Regions from separate parts of the Mus musculus genome. Here region 2 is linked to region 1. Evidence: chromatin contacts called from public Hi-C data. All regions are on one chromosome and are shown on one strand. Each heading gives the region's core, a stretch centred on a gene start, on an enhancer-like site or on the middle of the called end of the contact. The rest is flanking DNA. Distances are from core to core; before and after follow the strand shown. Region 1 overlaps Gm40121 (a long non-coding RNA gene). Region 2 holds the start of Csf1 (colony stimulating factor 1 (macrophage)).

Region 1 (7,403 bases), core at 2,492-4,991:
GCCTTACTGCTTTGTCCATCTCTTTGGATCTTCACTTCTTTATGAGAATCTCATTGATAAAATGTTTGTGCATTCCTCAGATACTGTATCTTGTGTTCACTTGATTTTGAGAACCAGAGAAAGAGCCTAAGATCTGAGGTGGGGAGAGGATGATGAGAACCCCCTACTACAGGAGCTGGGAGGAGAGAATCTCATTCCAGTCCCTTGTCAACATGTATTCCACAGGACGATAGCTGCCTTGCCCTTATGAGCTGCACCGCCTTGATCCGTTGGTAGAAAAGCCATGTCTCATATCCAGTGGCAGTCATCAGTGCCGCTGTGTTCCTTGCTCAGCCCTCATCCTAGTGCAGTGCAAAATGATGAACTACAGATGCAGTAATGTATAGTTAGTGTGTATAACTCATTTGTTGTAGTCTAAGTTTCTGACCTCTTACTACACGTACTCTTCCCTAGTATGTCTAAGGTTTGCAAGGTCTGAGAAATGATTTCTAGAAGAGAGCCATGCATTTGGAGAGCCAGACTTGATGTTGAGCTAATGTCCACTTCATAGAAGGCAATAGTGGTCATGTAATACACAGTTTGATTGTGATTAGTAATATACCCATCTCCTTAGATGTTGTTAATTATGGAGACATCATCCTATCTTGATGCATTATGGTCTAAATTATAGCTTCTATCCCTGGAAAATTTTGTAAAATACAATGTAACTTTAGCTGTGCTATTTTTACTTGGCATGGTCTGTGGGACATCCTCAGAGGAATTTCAAGAGGGGTGGAGAGAGAGTCCAGCAAGACAGGAATGAACACACAAAGCATGTTTAAAGTAAACTGGACTTCCAAAACAACCTTTGCCCTATGGAATTAACCACTTCCTTAATGGCTGTACATCCACTTGACCACCCTTACCACCGAAGTAGCTCTTACATTCTTCCGGCATGATACCCATACAATTTTAATGGCATTTGACTAATTATGGTCCTTCTTTCCTGGTTGGCATGTAAATTCCATGAGGGCATAGACTGGAAGAGACTGTGTCTCAGTTTAGGCCTACAGCTTTGAATAGAACCTAAAATAGAAAACTTGCTTAAACTTAAAGCACACTTCTAGATGGTCAATATACAGAGCAACATAATGAATCAACTCAAACTGCCTCCTTTTAAAACCTTACCTGATACAGCCACACCTACCTTCAAACCCACCATTCTGAACTCTGGGGTCCTCTAGTTCCATATTCTCCAATTTCTTACATAAGTGTCTATCTTTTCCACAAGAGAGTGAGCTCTTTGAAGATACGGGTTGTTTTAACCATTTTAAGATCCCTGGTGCCTAATACAAACTCAGTAAACATTTGCTGAGCAAATGCAAACGAATGAATAAATAAATAAATGAATGAAGTGCATTTACAATGGCAGACTGAGTGAAAGGGTCTGAACATCATAGGAAGCAACTAGTGTTTCTGATCATTGTGTTCAGAAATTAGAGAGCTCTCGTGTCTGAGGTGAGTAGAACTTAGATAAGTGGAAAGAGCATGTGCTTTGGAAACCAAGGATTTAAGCTGTGACTCCAAAGCTGCCCTTGCTTTGGGCAAGTCCCTGTTCTTTTGTGAGCATCAGTTTCTTGTACTAAAGTCAGAAACACCCAGGAGAGTGATAGCAACTGGAAGGTCATGTGATGAGGCTGCCACTGAGCTCTACACTGTGATTATTCATAGTTACTGAGACAGCAAGTAGAGAGGGTGAAGTACTGTCACATTTGTAGTTGAATGGCCTTCAAGAAGGCAATTTGGATGGAGAATGGAGTGGTGTGGAAACACTCCAGAAACCATAGTGGCAACAGTCATTCAATATTGAGTACCAACTCTGTCGGGCACTCTACACACTTTTTTTATTAAATATTTACAAAAAACCTTAACCTCAGCACTGCCACTCAACTTATCAAAACAAGGAAATTAAATTTCAGAATGTTTCTAAGTTCTAAGCTCACAGAGCTAGCAAGTGGTTGAAACTGTTTCAAAGTCAAATTCATCTGATTTCAGAGCTTGCTCCAGGCTTAAACACATCTCTTTCTCTGAACAAATGAAAAGTTGGGTGTATTGTGGGAATTAAACTAAAGGCCTTTTAACAAGCTAGATAGTATAAGTTAAGATAGGCTAAGATGCTGATAAATTACTCAGCGGGGTAAGCCTGTTTGTCATCTCCTACACTTATCGCTCCAAATGTTGTAAACACGTCTTAGCATTTTCAACAAGAAGCTTGTTCTGAACCAGATGCTCTTCCCTGGATGAGAACCCAGTGCTCAGAGAAGAAAGACTTCACCTGAACCGCCCCATTCTGTAGTCCTGGTGGAACACTACCCTCTGAACATAATACTAACTGCAGTCTTAATCAGAATAGCTGTGGCTACTTTCAAGTGACCCTCAAGATGAGTCCTGTTGATGTTTCCTCTTAGAAGAAGGGGCTAAGGGGCATAAGAAGGTCACCTGAGGTTCCAGCCATTCCTTCCTGTATTGCCCCTCTTTGCTCTGTGTATTTCTGTCCCAGCTCTACAAACTTTCAGATGGTGCTTAAGGGAAACCTTAAAGGGACACCTTCTCACCTTAAGAGTGAGAAGTTCACTGAAGGGTAAAAGTCCATACATCCATGGGGAAACCATCACCCATACCGGACTAGGGAAGAACTGTTCCTTTGCTCTGCCATTGGTGCCCTATCAAGACTAAGTAGACATGTGTTTATATCTCCCAGGAAAAAGTCCACAAGTAGAAAGTCTTCTGTGTCTTTGGTAAAGCTCCCTTTTAGAGGACCTTGTTAGGCCCGGATAGCATAGAAGTAGATAACATTCTGCTGGTTTGCCTTTCCCCAGCCCCTGACAGATATTTACTTTCTCATACCATACATTCTCAAAACACAAGAGAAGCAGAGATGCCCCAGGCACCACGGGCCAGAGCTCCATGCAGCCTCAGCCCCTTTCACCCATCCTTTTAGCGCACAGGCTCATCTTAGTCAGAGACTTTTTTTTTCCACTACAGCAAAATTTAGAAACATATTCTAAATTCCTGTGCAATGTTTGCTGATGCTGCAGCTGTCCTCTACTCTCTCCAGAGGATGCTAAAACTGCTCTAATCAGTACCAGTACCCTGGACCGGGAGGTTACTTGACACAGCAGAGTCTAGCACGGTCAGTTACAGCCTTGGCATTCAGGAGGAGGGTGGTAGAACAGGAGGGACTTCTTTGAAACTTCTCCATTTGTATACATGCCTCCCCTACAGAGTCTGGCCAAAAGTAAACATAATTTTCCCTGTGTGTCTCCATCACAGGAGGAGCATATGGTTGGATGCAACTGGCTTCTCTGAAAGTCTTTCCAAAGAACACAATCTAGTTACTTAGCAAATATTTACTGAGCAACATGGAAGAAGAAAGAGCATTCCAGCCAGGGGCCAGCAAGAGGCGAGAGATCGAATAAACTAGAGAGAAATAAAACAGCAAGGGTATGTCTGGGGTGCAGTGAGCAAGTAGTAAAACTGAAAAGAAAAGGAAACAATTGGGAACAGCTTTGAATGCCTGGGAAAGGACTTTGAGTTTACTGCAAAAGGTAAGAGAGACTAAAGAAAGGTTCTGAACAAGGGACAGGCATGATTAAAATGATCAGTAAAATTCAGTGGGACCCAGGTAAAGAATAATCATATAAAGCAGCCATCAAAAGCTAAGTACTTACTTTGCACCCAGCAGATGGTCAAAGTCTTGCAGAGATTGCTTTGCTTAATAAAATTAATAGTGCACTTAAGACATAGTGCTGGCCCACATGGTTTTCAGTCCTCAGAGCCATCTCCTAATTTGAGTGTTGCTGCATCAATTTGGCAGATGGTGCCTGCACTTAAAAGGTAACTGTATTGTGCTGAAGGCCAGACAGTTACAGTGGTAGAGCCAGGGTTTAATTTCATGTTATTCTGACTCTAAAGTTGACTTCTTGTTGTTTTGTTTTGTTTTTCAAGACAAGGCTTCTCTGTGTAGCCTTGGCTGTCTAGGAATTACTGTACTGGTCACTCTGTAAGGCAGGCTGGCCTCAGACTCACAGAGATCTGCCTGCCTCTCCCTCCCAAGAGCTGGGATTAAAGGCGTGTAGTGATGCTGCCACCACCACCCTGCCCAAAGCTGACTTTTATGAAGATGTTATGAAAATTCTGGGGAGCAATGAAGAACAATGGAAGGAGCAAGAAGATTAGAGAAAAATAGATATAAACTAAGTTGCAGATGCATAATAGACATGTTATGACAACTGATAAAACTTTAGGTAGGAATAGTGTCAAATATGAGTTACAGTTTTGAACATGGATAGCTGATAGAAATTTCAACAGGCATGCACTAAGACTCAAGAACACAGGGAGCCAGGTAAGTGCTGTGGATGAATAGGAAATGTCTTCCATAGGCTCAGGCTTTGGATGCTACTCCCCAGGGACACTTCTTTTGGGATGCCATGGAAGATAGGGCATGGCTGGCTGTGTGGGTCAAGAGGAATGTGCCTTTGCAGGTTATACCTGATGCCTGATCCTCTGTCCCTGTATGCTTTCTGCCTAGCACTGACATGAGCAGCCTCTGCCACAAGTTCCCTCTGCCATGCCTTCCTTGCCACAGTCTCAAATGCTCTAAAAACCATAAGCCAAAGCTACTCCTTACACTGTTTCTGTCAGGTGTTATGGTCACACTAACTCAAAAGTAGCTAATACAGAAGGTTAAATAAAGGGTTCCAAATATGTTGAATTTGACATAATGGTGGCAGAGATTTGGAAAAATCACCTTACTCCTTATGTCTGCTCCCCACTGATCAACTCCTTACTTGTTCATTTAAAAAATTTAAAAATATGATAAAATGTAACATTTTAACAATTAAATTATTTTAATTAGCTGTTTCATATCCAGTATGTGAGGAACTAGTTGGGGAGTCATCACTTCATCTCAACAAGGGAAAACAAAAAGCAAAAGTCTGAACAAACTGAAAAATCAGCAGGTGTTCTTAGATCCCTCAAAGCAAAGGAGCCTCAGGGAAAACTGTGCCCCGCCCTACAATCAGAAATGCAGATACAGAGAATTACAACTCAGCAGAGAACTGGAGCAGAAAGCTCCCAGGAACCAGGGTAAGAAAGCCTAGATTGTAGTGGAGGACTTGCTAGTTAGTGCTCAGTGTATAACCAGCTCAAGCTGTGAAGACTTCAGTGGGTCCCAGACAGTGGGACAGAGTGGGGGAAATCTTCATTACTTCTAGTCCAGGGGCTTCTAGTTTCTCCCAAAGACTACAGAGCAGCATTCTCAACCTGTGGGTTGTGACCCCTTTGGGTCACCTAAGACCGTCGGAAAATATAGACTTTGATTCGTAACAGTAGCAAAATTACAGTTATGAAGTAGCAATGAAAATAATTTAATGGTTGGGGGTCACCTCAACATGAGGAACTGTATTAAAGGGTTGCAGCATTAGGAAGGTTGAGAACCACTGTTTTAGAGGAAAAAAAAAATCTGATACTTCTGGGGAAGAACAGGCATTATGAAATACCAAGGCCAGAGAACAGTGTGTTAGGACTGCCCTCGAGGGAAAATAGGTCCCTTGAGGGCAGTCCTAATGAAGTTTTTCCAGAGTCTAATAACAGAAAGAAGGGAATTACTCAGTGACAGCACAACTCCTCTCTGTCGTTCAGTGAGAGGTGTGCGGGCAGAGACTAAGAAGCCCTGTGAGCTCATAGCTCCAACACCAGGCTGAATTATCTGGCATGTTACTGAGTATTCACTCCCACTATCTACATGCATGTACACCAAATGGCCTTTTTCTCAGCACTCCTTTCACTAGCACACCCCATCTGAGATATAGAGGGAAATGAATACACCAACACCAACAGTAACAAAAACCACACCTAGGATATTTAAACATCAGGGGAAAAGAAGCCTTACCTACACAGGAGTGAAGACAGGAATTCCTCCAAAACCAAGCAAATGAGAAAAGTGTGATGTGAAATGCTTACTACGCTGAGGGGGAAGGAAAAGACAGTCTGGAATTGTGAGAAAGGAGGCTCCGAAAGTGAACAGAGTGGGTACTGAGGTATATGCCTTGGAGCCCCAGCAACGGAAGGCAAAGGCAGGTACAGGTGACTTGAACTTGGGAGTTCAAGATAAGCCTGGGCCACATTCAAGATTCCATCTGGAATCAGAAAAAAAAAAAAAAAAAAACGTGAAGAAGAAATAGATTGCTTAAGACAAAACCAGGAAATGTGTTGCCTGCCTTACTTGAAATGTTAAAAAGCTCTTCAAAGACAAGAATATAGGGGCACAGGTCACAGACAGGCGTACCTGACAAAAGGAAGAGCCCCAGAAAAGGAGGCTCTGTTTGTGTGATTAAAACAATTAATGTCAAGGTAGTTAAAACTTCAATGTAAAAAATCTTAGTTGATTTATGGGTAACAGTTTGTTCAAAATAACAGCAATAATATACTAAGTATGTTTGAATGTATAATCTTATGACTCAAAGGAGAGAAGGAGGAAATTAGGAATTTTTGTTGTTATGAGATATTTACAATAAGAACAATTGTAAAGAGAAAAAGTAATGAAAGAAAAATATTAAAAATAAAAATAGAGATTATTATATAAATATAGATTTGGATTAGCTGTAAATGTATATTGCAAATTCTAGGGCAACCACTAAAAAATATATTTTTTAGGGAAAAGTAAAAAAAATTGAAATGTAATTGTTACAAGAAAAATAAGAAAAAAAATTTTAAAAAAGAAAAGAAAACTAAGGGCACTGAGTGGCAGGCAAGGTCTAGGGATATAGTTCAGATGGTAGTGTGCCTATCTAACATGCACAAGGCCCTGGGTTCAATTCATAGCATCACATCAACCAGGTACAGGCACATACATACCTGTAATCCCATCACTTGGGAGGTAGAGGCAGAAGGATCAGAAGTTCAAGGTCATCCTAGTCTACAAAGAGTTCAAATGAGATCATGAGAACAGAACACACACAATGATTAGTGTCATAAGAAGAGATCCCTGGCTCATCAGTTAAGAGCACTGGCTACTCCTCCAGAGGACCCAGGTTCAACTCCCAGCACCCACATAGCAGCTCACACCTACCTGTCACTCCAGCTCCAGTGCTTCTGACAACCTCACACAGACACACACGTGGACAAAACAGCAATGAGCATAAAAGAAAAATAAATTGTATATTTAAAAGAGAAGAGACCCCAGAGTTTTCTCCACCATTCAAGGTGGAGCAAGGTAATAGCAAGAAGGAAACCAAGTGCAAGCCAGGAAGAGGGTCCTCTGTAGAGCCTTCCATGACCTTGGGCTTCCCAGTCTTGTTAAAGATCAATGTATGTCATTTAAGTCACCCAGTTGATGGCATTTTGTTATTGTAGCCTAAAAT
Region 2 (7,403 bases), core at 1,404-3,903, 46 kb before region 1:
GGGTGGTCAAGGTGGGAGAAAGTTCTGGCATTGAGATTCCCAAGTCCACACCACCACTGTTGTGTCAGTGATTAGAGAGTAAAAAATAAAAATAATAAAATGGGAACTGGTGAGATGGTCAGTGGTTAAAGACGTCTGCTACCAAGACTGATAACCAGAGTTCAACCCCGGGACCTGCATAGTGGAAGGAGAGACCCAACTCCCACTAGTTTTCTTCTGTCTCCTACACAAATGCCATGGTATACACACACACACACACACACACACACACACACACACACACACACGTTTGCTTTAGTTTGCCCAATAACTTGATGAAGAGAAATCATTGGCTTCATTTTATAGACTTTGAGAGCAAAAGATGTGCATCCATCCACAGCCACAATGCAAACGACTGGGCAGAGCTGTCAAGGGCAGGTTTCTTGTAAATGGTGGATTCAGGTAATATGTGAAGGGTTTCAGTAGGATGGGAAAGGGGTTCCATGCTTTGCACTTATGTGATGGATGGCTGAGTGGTCCTTGTGCTGATGTAGAAGATGCTCTAACTCCAAGTTCCATAAGCCTGGGCAGAAACCGGTTTGTAAAGGAGGATGGAACCAGTAAAATGTGATCTTTTTCTCAGCTACTCTGCAGGCATATCTTACTTACATGGCTTCCTCTTGCTTTTTGTCTTAAGAGCTGTGGTTAAATCTTTATTGTTCCAGACCAGAATAAAGACTATTCCACCAAAGAAGGAAATAAGCCTTGATCATGTCTCTGGCCAAGTGCTATCTCTGCATTCCTCCGAGAAGCCCTGAGTCCCAAGCCCTCAGCTTCCAGTGGCTCACATCTGAGTAGGGGGCCATATTATCACGGTCACTGTTACACTGGCCTGTAGTTAGCAGTGAATGTCTGTCAAGTGACTCATCCATTCCAACTGCCCAGTTAATTTAATTCCTATTATGTGCTATGTCTATCAGTTCGGAGTGAAGTGAAATGGGGTGCTACCCAGAGGAAGCCTCCCAGCTCAGGGTGCAGGTCAAACGTAATCACTACTCTCACTAGTATTCAGTGGTTCTAAACGTAATTACTACTATCACTAGTATTCAGTGATTCTAAACGTAATCACTACTATCACTAGTATTCAGTGGTTCTAAACGTAATCACTACTCTCACTAGTATTCAGTGGTTCTAAACGTAATCACTACTATCACTAGTATTCAGTGGTTCTAAACGTAATCACTACTATCACTAGTATTCAGTGATTCTAAACGTAATCACTACTATCACTAGTATTCAGTGATTCTAAACGTAATAACTACTATCACTAGTATTCAGTGGTTCTAAACGTAATCACTACTATCACTAGTATTCAGTGATTCTAAACGTAATCACTACTATCACTAGTATTCAGTGGTTCTAAACCTTCTCAATGCTGAGACCTTTCAATACAGTTCCTCATGTTGTGGTGGCGCCCCAACCACAAAATTATTCCATTGCTACTTCACAAGTGTAATTTTGCTACTGTTATGAATCATAATGTAAAGCATATGATATGCAGGATATCTGACTTGTGACCCCCCAAAGAGGTTGCCACCCACAAGTTGAGAACCACCAGTTTAAAATAATGTAGAGAATGAATGAATGAATGAATGAATGCCAACTTAACTGGGAGGAATGGGTTGCGTCCAGTGGGAACACAGAAAGAAGGAATTATCCATCAGCCTGAAGCATCCCAGAAGGCTTTGCAAGACAAGGATAAGATGTGATTATAACCTTAAAAGGTGAGACATTCACCTTAAGATGGATGGGGGAAAGGAAGACTTCATGTCCGAGGAAGCAGCCTGAGCAAAGGTTTATGAGGGACGTTGTTGCTCTGAGCTAGGTAGTGCAAGGAAATGGAGGACACGTGACAAAAGTGCCCCTTTGAGACCAGACCACTCATCTGGGCATGACGGGATTGAAACACATTGAATCAGGATAAATGGAAGGAAGAAAAAGATCCTGACGTTGGCAATATAATTAATAGGCTCCTCTTGATAGGTTAATCTAGATCCATTCTCATGTAAAGACAAAATGTGATTGCACAAATGCATTTCCAACAGAGTTGAGGGAAATCTAGAGTCCAGGCACACCAACCTTTCCACATAAGCTGGGTTTGGCAGCCCAGGAGCAGGGGGCCAGCCAGTGCTTTCAGGTTAAGCACCTGAAGTGTCTCCTGGCAGAGTGCAGAAACACCCAGCTAGTTGTCACAGGACCAAGTCCTTCCTCTCCTACCCAGGTAGCTGGATGCTCCCCACTTCTCCCTACAGCCAGGGGAGAGGATAGTATAGTAGTATAGTAGATTCTTTGAACAATGCATAGGAGGGAGCAAGCCAATCTGCAAACCTGCTGCCCTGGGTTCCATGAGGGACTTGAATGGAGCTGCAGCAGAGAGGCGTTGGTCCATCCCCATTCAAGTCCTGTTCAATGTACTCTGTCCGTTTCCTGCTCAGATTTGAGGATTTTCGGGCCTTGAGGGAAAGTCCCTAGGGGCCAGCATTAGACCGAGAACAATCACACGAGATTGACAAGAGTGGCGAGCACAGAAGGAAAGGCAGTGTCTTGTCCAGAGCTCGAGAAGGGCGGGGGAGGGCGGTGGAGCCCGGGTTACTTTGAGGAGGCTGCACAGCCACAGAGCGACGGGGAAGAGAGCTAGCGGGGACGACCAGGCGGCCCGCTTGGGGGAAGGGAGTCGGCGGCTCAGTGGGCCTCTGGGGTGTAGTATGTGTCAGTGCCTGTGAGTGTGTTTGTGTGTGTGTATGTCTGTGTGTGTCTGGCGGAGAGCCAGGGTGATTTCCCATAAACCACATGCCCCGCCAGCCCGCCCGCTTAAAAGGCTGTGCCGAGGGCTGGCCAGCGAAGCTCGGCCAGGGGAAAGTGAAAGTTTGCCTCGGTGCTCTCGGTGTCGCTGCGGCTCTCTGCATCCCAGGACAGCGGCGTGGCCCTCGACCGGGGCGCGGGCTCTTCAGCCACTAGCGAGCAAGGGAGCGAGCGAACCAGGGCGGCCAACACGCCGTGCCGGGACCCAGCTGCCCGTATGACCGCGCGGGGCGCCGCGGGGCGCTGCCCTTCTTCGGTAAGCTGCAACCGTGGCGCGCGGGGCCCGGGCCGGGCTGGGGCAGGAGCTCTGCAGCAAGCAGCAGGCGGCTCTGCGGGGCCACTTGGAGCGGACAGCCCCTTCTCGCCAGCTGCCCAGGCTTCTCGGCCCTGGGTTCTGGCTTCCTTACTGCTTCTAAGCTACGGCTGAGGCCCGCGGTATTTCAATAGCTGCTCCTGGGGCTGCAGCGCTTTGCGAGGTAAAGAGAAGGCTGCTCATCCCATTGCACGGAGGAGAACACTGAGCTACCCACAGGCTGGAGAGAGAGATGGGGGTCTGGGGGGGGGGGGTATCGCAGGGATTGGCACAGGCCCAATGTCTGCCAGAATGGTCAACCAGGTCTCCAGGTTCCGAGTGACACAAGATCCGAGTGTGGCATCATCCCCAGTAGATATCTTTCTTTGGTTGTTGCACATGTTTTAGGCCCCAGTTGGGAGTGGGCCTTCAGGGTAGGGAAAATTCAGGCTCACTCAGCTTTACACCAGGACCTGTGCTGAGCAACCTGTTGGCAGAGAGAGAGAGAGAGAGAGAGAGAGAGAGAGAGAGATGGGCATGCTGCTACTTGTTCAATGGATGTGTAGGAACTATTAGGGACTTGGGTGGCTCTTTGAGGGGAGCTGGACCCGAATCTTTTCTTGAAGAAAATGAGATGGGGCTATTCTAGACTCTGCGGCTGACTGAGGAAAGAAAGTGCAAGGAGAGTTCAGAGCTGCAGCTGATAATGGGCTGCTCAGAAGCTGTCTCCAGTAATGGCAGCAGATGATAGCATGGCTCTTACAGAGTGAAGGATGGTACTTTCAATCCACAGCAAGTGGGTTTGCTTCAGAAGAGAATGAGAGGGAAAACCTGGAGGGTAGGAACCGAACTTGTGATGGGCAGCGCGTTGCAGGTGTCTGGGAGGAGAGAAAAGTAGAACAGCAGAGAGAGGGGCTCAGTGAGAGGCAGAAGGTGGGGTTAGGAGGAGGGGAAGGGAGGAAGTTATCCCACATGCAACAAGCATAAAGAGAGAAGAGGGAAGAAAAGAAAGACTACAAGGAGACATAAGAGGAAAGAGAGGAGGCCGAGGTTCAGCCAGGCAGTCAGGCCGGGTCTCTGTCTGCAGACTGTACTGATTGGAAAATGGAACATGATGTCTTGAAGTGCTCAGAGACTGCCGCAGTTTCCAGGCTGCTCTCATAGTCAGAGGCTGAGGCAGTGGGTGGGAGGAAGAAGCAAGCCAGGAAGAGCCTGTCCAGCCAGATGCAGGCTAGAGTATTAACCCTTGGGTGTCCATCTGTATCCCTGTCTATGGCAGCATTGGGGTTACAGAGCCAGATCCAGGAGTGGCTGGTCATCTTTGAAGCCAGCAGCTGTGCATTATTTCTGTGCATGCTTGAAATGCCACCAAAAGCCAGGTAGCCCTGAAGTAATGTCTTTATCTTGCTATCTCCAAACATCAATGGCTTGAAATTCCTGGGTTGAGATATTTCTGAACATCTCCATTCCCGGGTCCTTTCCTTCATACCATACACACATGGACTGACAGGCTGAGTGATACCAGCCTGGGCCAGAGTCATCTTCTGCAGTCATTTCCTTTAACAGGTTCTGAGACTGGGGTTCAGGAGACCCGGGCTGCCACTCCCACTCAGGACTAACTTTCCAATTGCCCAACCATGCCCAATGCAGTTTATCAACCCATAGCTGGCTGCACCCTCTCCCCCACCTCTTTCTCCCTGTCTCTCTGTGTCTGTCACTCTGTGTCTCTGACTGTCTGTCTCTGACTGTCTGTCTCTGACTCTCTGTCTCTCTCTCTCTCTAAGGTCAGGCAAGGAACCTAACAGGTCCTGTGCGTAATGGCATTAGGCAACCCTGTGCCTTAACACCCATCAGCATCTTCCACCCTTTAAGGCCTCACTCTTCCCTCCGCATGGCCCAGCCAAAGCTGCCTTTCCTCCCTGGTACTCACTGGCAAGGCTTTGGGCTTTTAGATGTAACCCAGTGTTGTTATGGACTGTTTCATAGCCTCCCTGTGTTTTTCCAATGCGCTCCTATTTGCAACATTTGTCTCATCATCTGGACTATTGGGGCAGAGCCAGATCCAAGAAGGTGCCAGTCATCACTCCACCCTGCCAGCATTTCCCTGAATTGGGGGATATCAGCAGCCAGAATGCTCAGAATGGCAGCATCAGGCCAGGGAAAGAAAGCCCAAGAGTCCCTCTGCCCCAGGCTGGCATCTCCCGGGATACCCTATTGGAGCCCGAAGGGATGGAAGGATTTTAGAGTAGAGGAGGAGGAAGGAAGAAAGGAGAAAGGAAGGACCCAGTCAGGTGTCAGGAGCCAGACCTAGGACTCTAGGGATGAGCAGCTGCAGGGCCAGGTGGGTGCTGACGGAAAGGAGAGAACTTTCTTGCTGTGGCAAGAGTTTGCTGACTAGATGAAGGGCCTGATGGGTCTCAGATAAACAGATGCCAGCAGGGAAACACAGCATTGTCCTTGATTAGTCAGCTGGACTCCTCTTGAAATGCAAGTCCAAGGCTCTAGGAGGTCTCCCACTGGAGCTGAGTTCCCAGTGTTGCATCCTGGTATTTTCCCCTGTAGAACCAGACCTGTGTAACCAGGTGGGAAGGAAGGAATGAAGGAAGGAAGGAAGGTGCCAGGGGTAATGAGTGTTTCTGGCTTGCAATCTGAAAGCTAGTGACTGACCACAAGTTTGAAGGCAGCTTACAAGGTATCTATTTGTCTCAGTGTTAAAAGTTAAAAGGATAGAAAATCTTACCCTTGAGTCTCTCAGTCACTAAAACTTATACTGGTTGGCACACCACCAGTATTATCATTAGACATTCTCTGTAAGATGGAAAGGTGGCTCATCATTTAAAAACACTTGTTGCTCTTGCAGTGGATCCAGGTTCAAATCCCAGAATCTAGATGATGGTTCACAACCATTCATACCTCCAGGTCCAGGAGATTCCAAGAAGGAAGCACATAGAGTGTGTGCATGCAAGCAGGCAAAATATTCATAAACACAAAACAAAAACAGTAAGCCTTTTAAAATTGTCTTTTAAAGTACTCTGTATTGTTGAGCTGCTCTGGGTTAACCTCAGAAGAGTTCTTGGAGAAGATGGCATTTGGGCTATTACCAAGGGAAGAGTGAGGTGGTGCCCTGGCTGATAAGAATCTAATGGTGCTGCAGCATGGGAATGGGGCGTTGTTTCTTTGCCCTTAGTGGGACATGGGGGTAGCTAGGGAGAGGAAGTGCTGGAAAGACATGACTCCCTTCTGTTATAGACATGGCTGGGCTCCCGGCTGCTGCTGGTCTGTCTCCTCATGAGCAGGAGTATTGCCAAGGAGGTGTCAGAACACTGTAGCCACATGATTGGGAATGGACACCTGAAGGTCCTGCAGCAGTTGGTGAGTATGAGACCATGCCTTCTCCTCACTGAGGAAACTGAGGTAGCAAGCCAGAAGGCAGAGTCAAAGAGAGGCTTCCAGAAAACAGTCAAGTGGATAATGGCTCTCCTGGTACTTCTCTCATTGATCTTTTTAGGTCCTCCCAACCCCTTAGTCTGGGTCACCTGTAGTGACTAGGGTGGGCTTCTAACTGCTGCCTGGGTTAATGGTTGTCCAGGAATGTCCACTATGGATTCTAAACTGCTCCTTGACCCTGCTCTGACTCAGACAATGCCTCCTTTGGGAAGTCAGCCCAGTCTGCCTGCTGGGTCCAGATGGTTCATCCTGCTCCTGGATAGCCAGATCCCTGAGCGCCTGGCACCAGGGCCCCACCCAAATTTAGATGGGAGGCTCTAGCCTAACTCTGCGCCTTCTGCCTTCATTCCCCTGATCCTTGCCCCTGAGGTTGGAATGCCCTGCTCATCTGGGCCAGGAAGGAACCCAGGTCCCATTCTAATAGGCTTAATGCAATCTTCAACAATTCTAAATGTCATCTAGCCAGGCAGGATCCAGTTGTTGTCATGGTTCCTGCTCCTCTCACTAAAGAATTTATTCCACAAGCCCGGCAGGGTGGGGCACCAGTGGGTAAGGCCATGTGCAGAGCCTGAACTTGGGCCCCCGAGCTGACCTTCCCAATCTCCCTTCTTAACAGCACCCTATGCATGCAGCTTCCATGGCAGGCCCAAGGCCATGAGTGCTGTCGTGGTCTCTGCTCCAGGGAGAGGCAAGGGCTAGAGACCCAGACTCCCCAGAGCTCAGCCAGCCTCTCCCTGAGGCTTTTCATGATAGAGTGCTTACCACCTTCCAGAAAAGATTACATCCTATATTTTCCTAGAGATAATTCTTCCATATACAGACT

Evidence for each region. A called contact is a pair of places that touch in the nucleus more often than the background predicts.
Region 2: a contact with region 1 is called in a Hi-C map of uterus, with 2.7 times the contacts expected there. The contact joins the promoter of Csf1 here to the enhancer-like site in region 1. A contact is called at or near these places in 19 of 39 promoter capture datasets (the 3T3-L1 cell line, 3T3-L1-derived adipocytes, the C10 cell line and 13 more), 3 of 15 datasets of contacts at CTCF or cohesin (the NIH/3T3 cell line and large pre-B cells), 139 of 484 Hi-C or Micro-C datasets (8-cell embryo, the AML12 cell line, B cells and 79 more), 11 of 115 datasets of contacts at active chromatin or transcription factors (the 230-238 cell line, VIP interneurons, bone marrow-derived dendritic cells and 7 more) and 5 of 9 other capture datasets (adipose tissue, embryonic tail, liver and 2 more).

The regions. Positions count from the first base shown.
Region 1 is chr3:107,710,494-107,717,896 of GRCm38.p6, reverse strand. The region is part of intron 1 of Gm40121 (a long non-coding RNA gene); the gene reads right to left. Among named protein-coding and RNA genes, the nearest start is that of Ahcyl1, 18 kb to the right of the region's middle. Within about 2 kb of position 3,741, at least 22 of the 459 cell types and tissues checked have an H3K27ac peak or open chromatin away from gene starts, as enhancers often do. A contact at or near this core is called in stem cell-derived motor neurons and uterus, where this site is marked.
Region 2 is chr3:107,755,719-107,763,121 of GRCm38.p6, reverse strand. Csf1 (colony stimulating factor 1 (macrophage)) reads left to right here and starts at 2,653. Exons shown (of 9, transcript NM_007778.4): 1 at 2,653-3,097; 2 at 6,383-6,505. The coding sequence starts at 3,059. All of the region lies in intron 1 of Gm40121 (a long non-coding RNA gene), which reads right to left.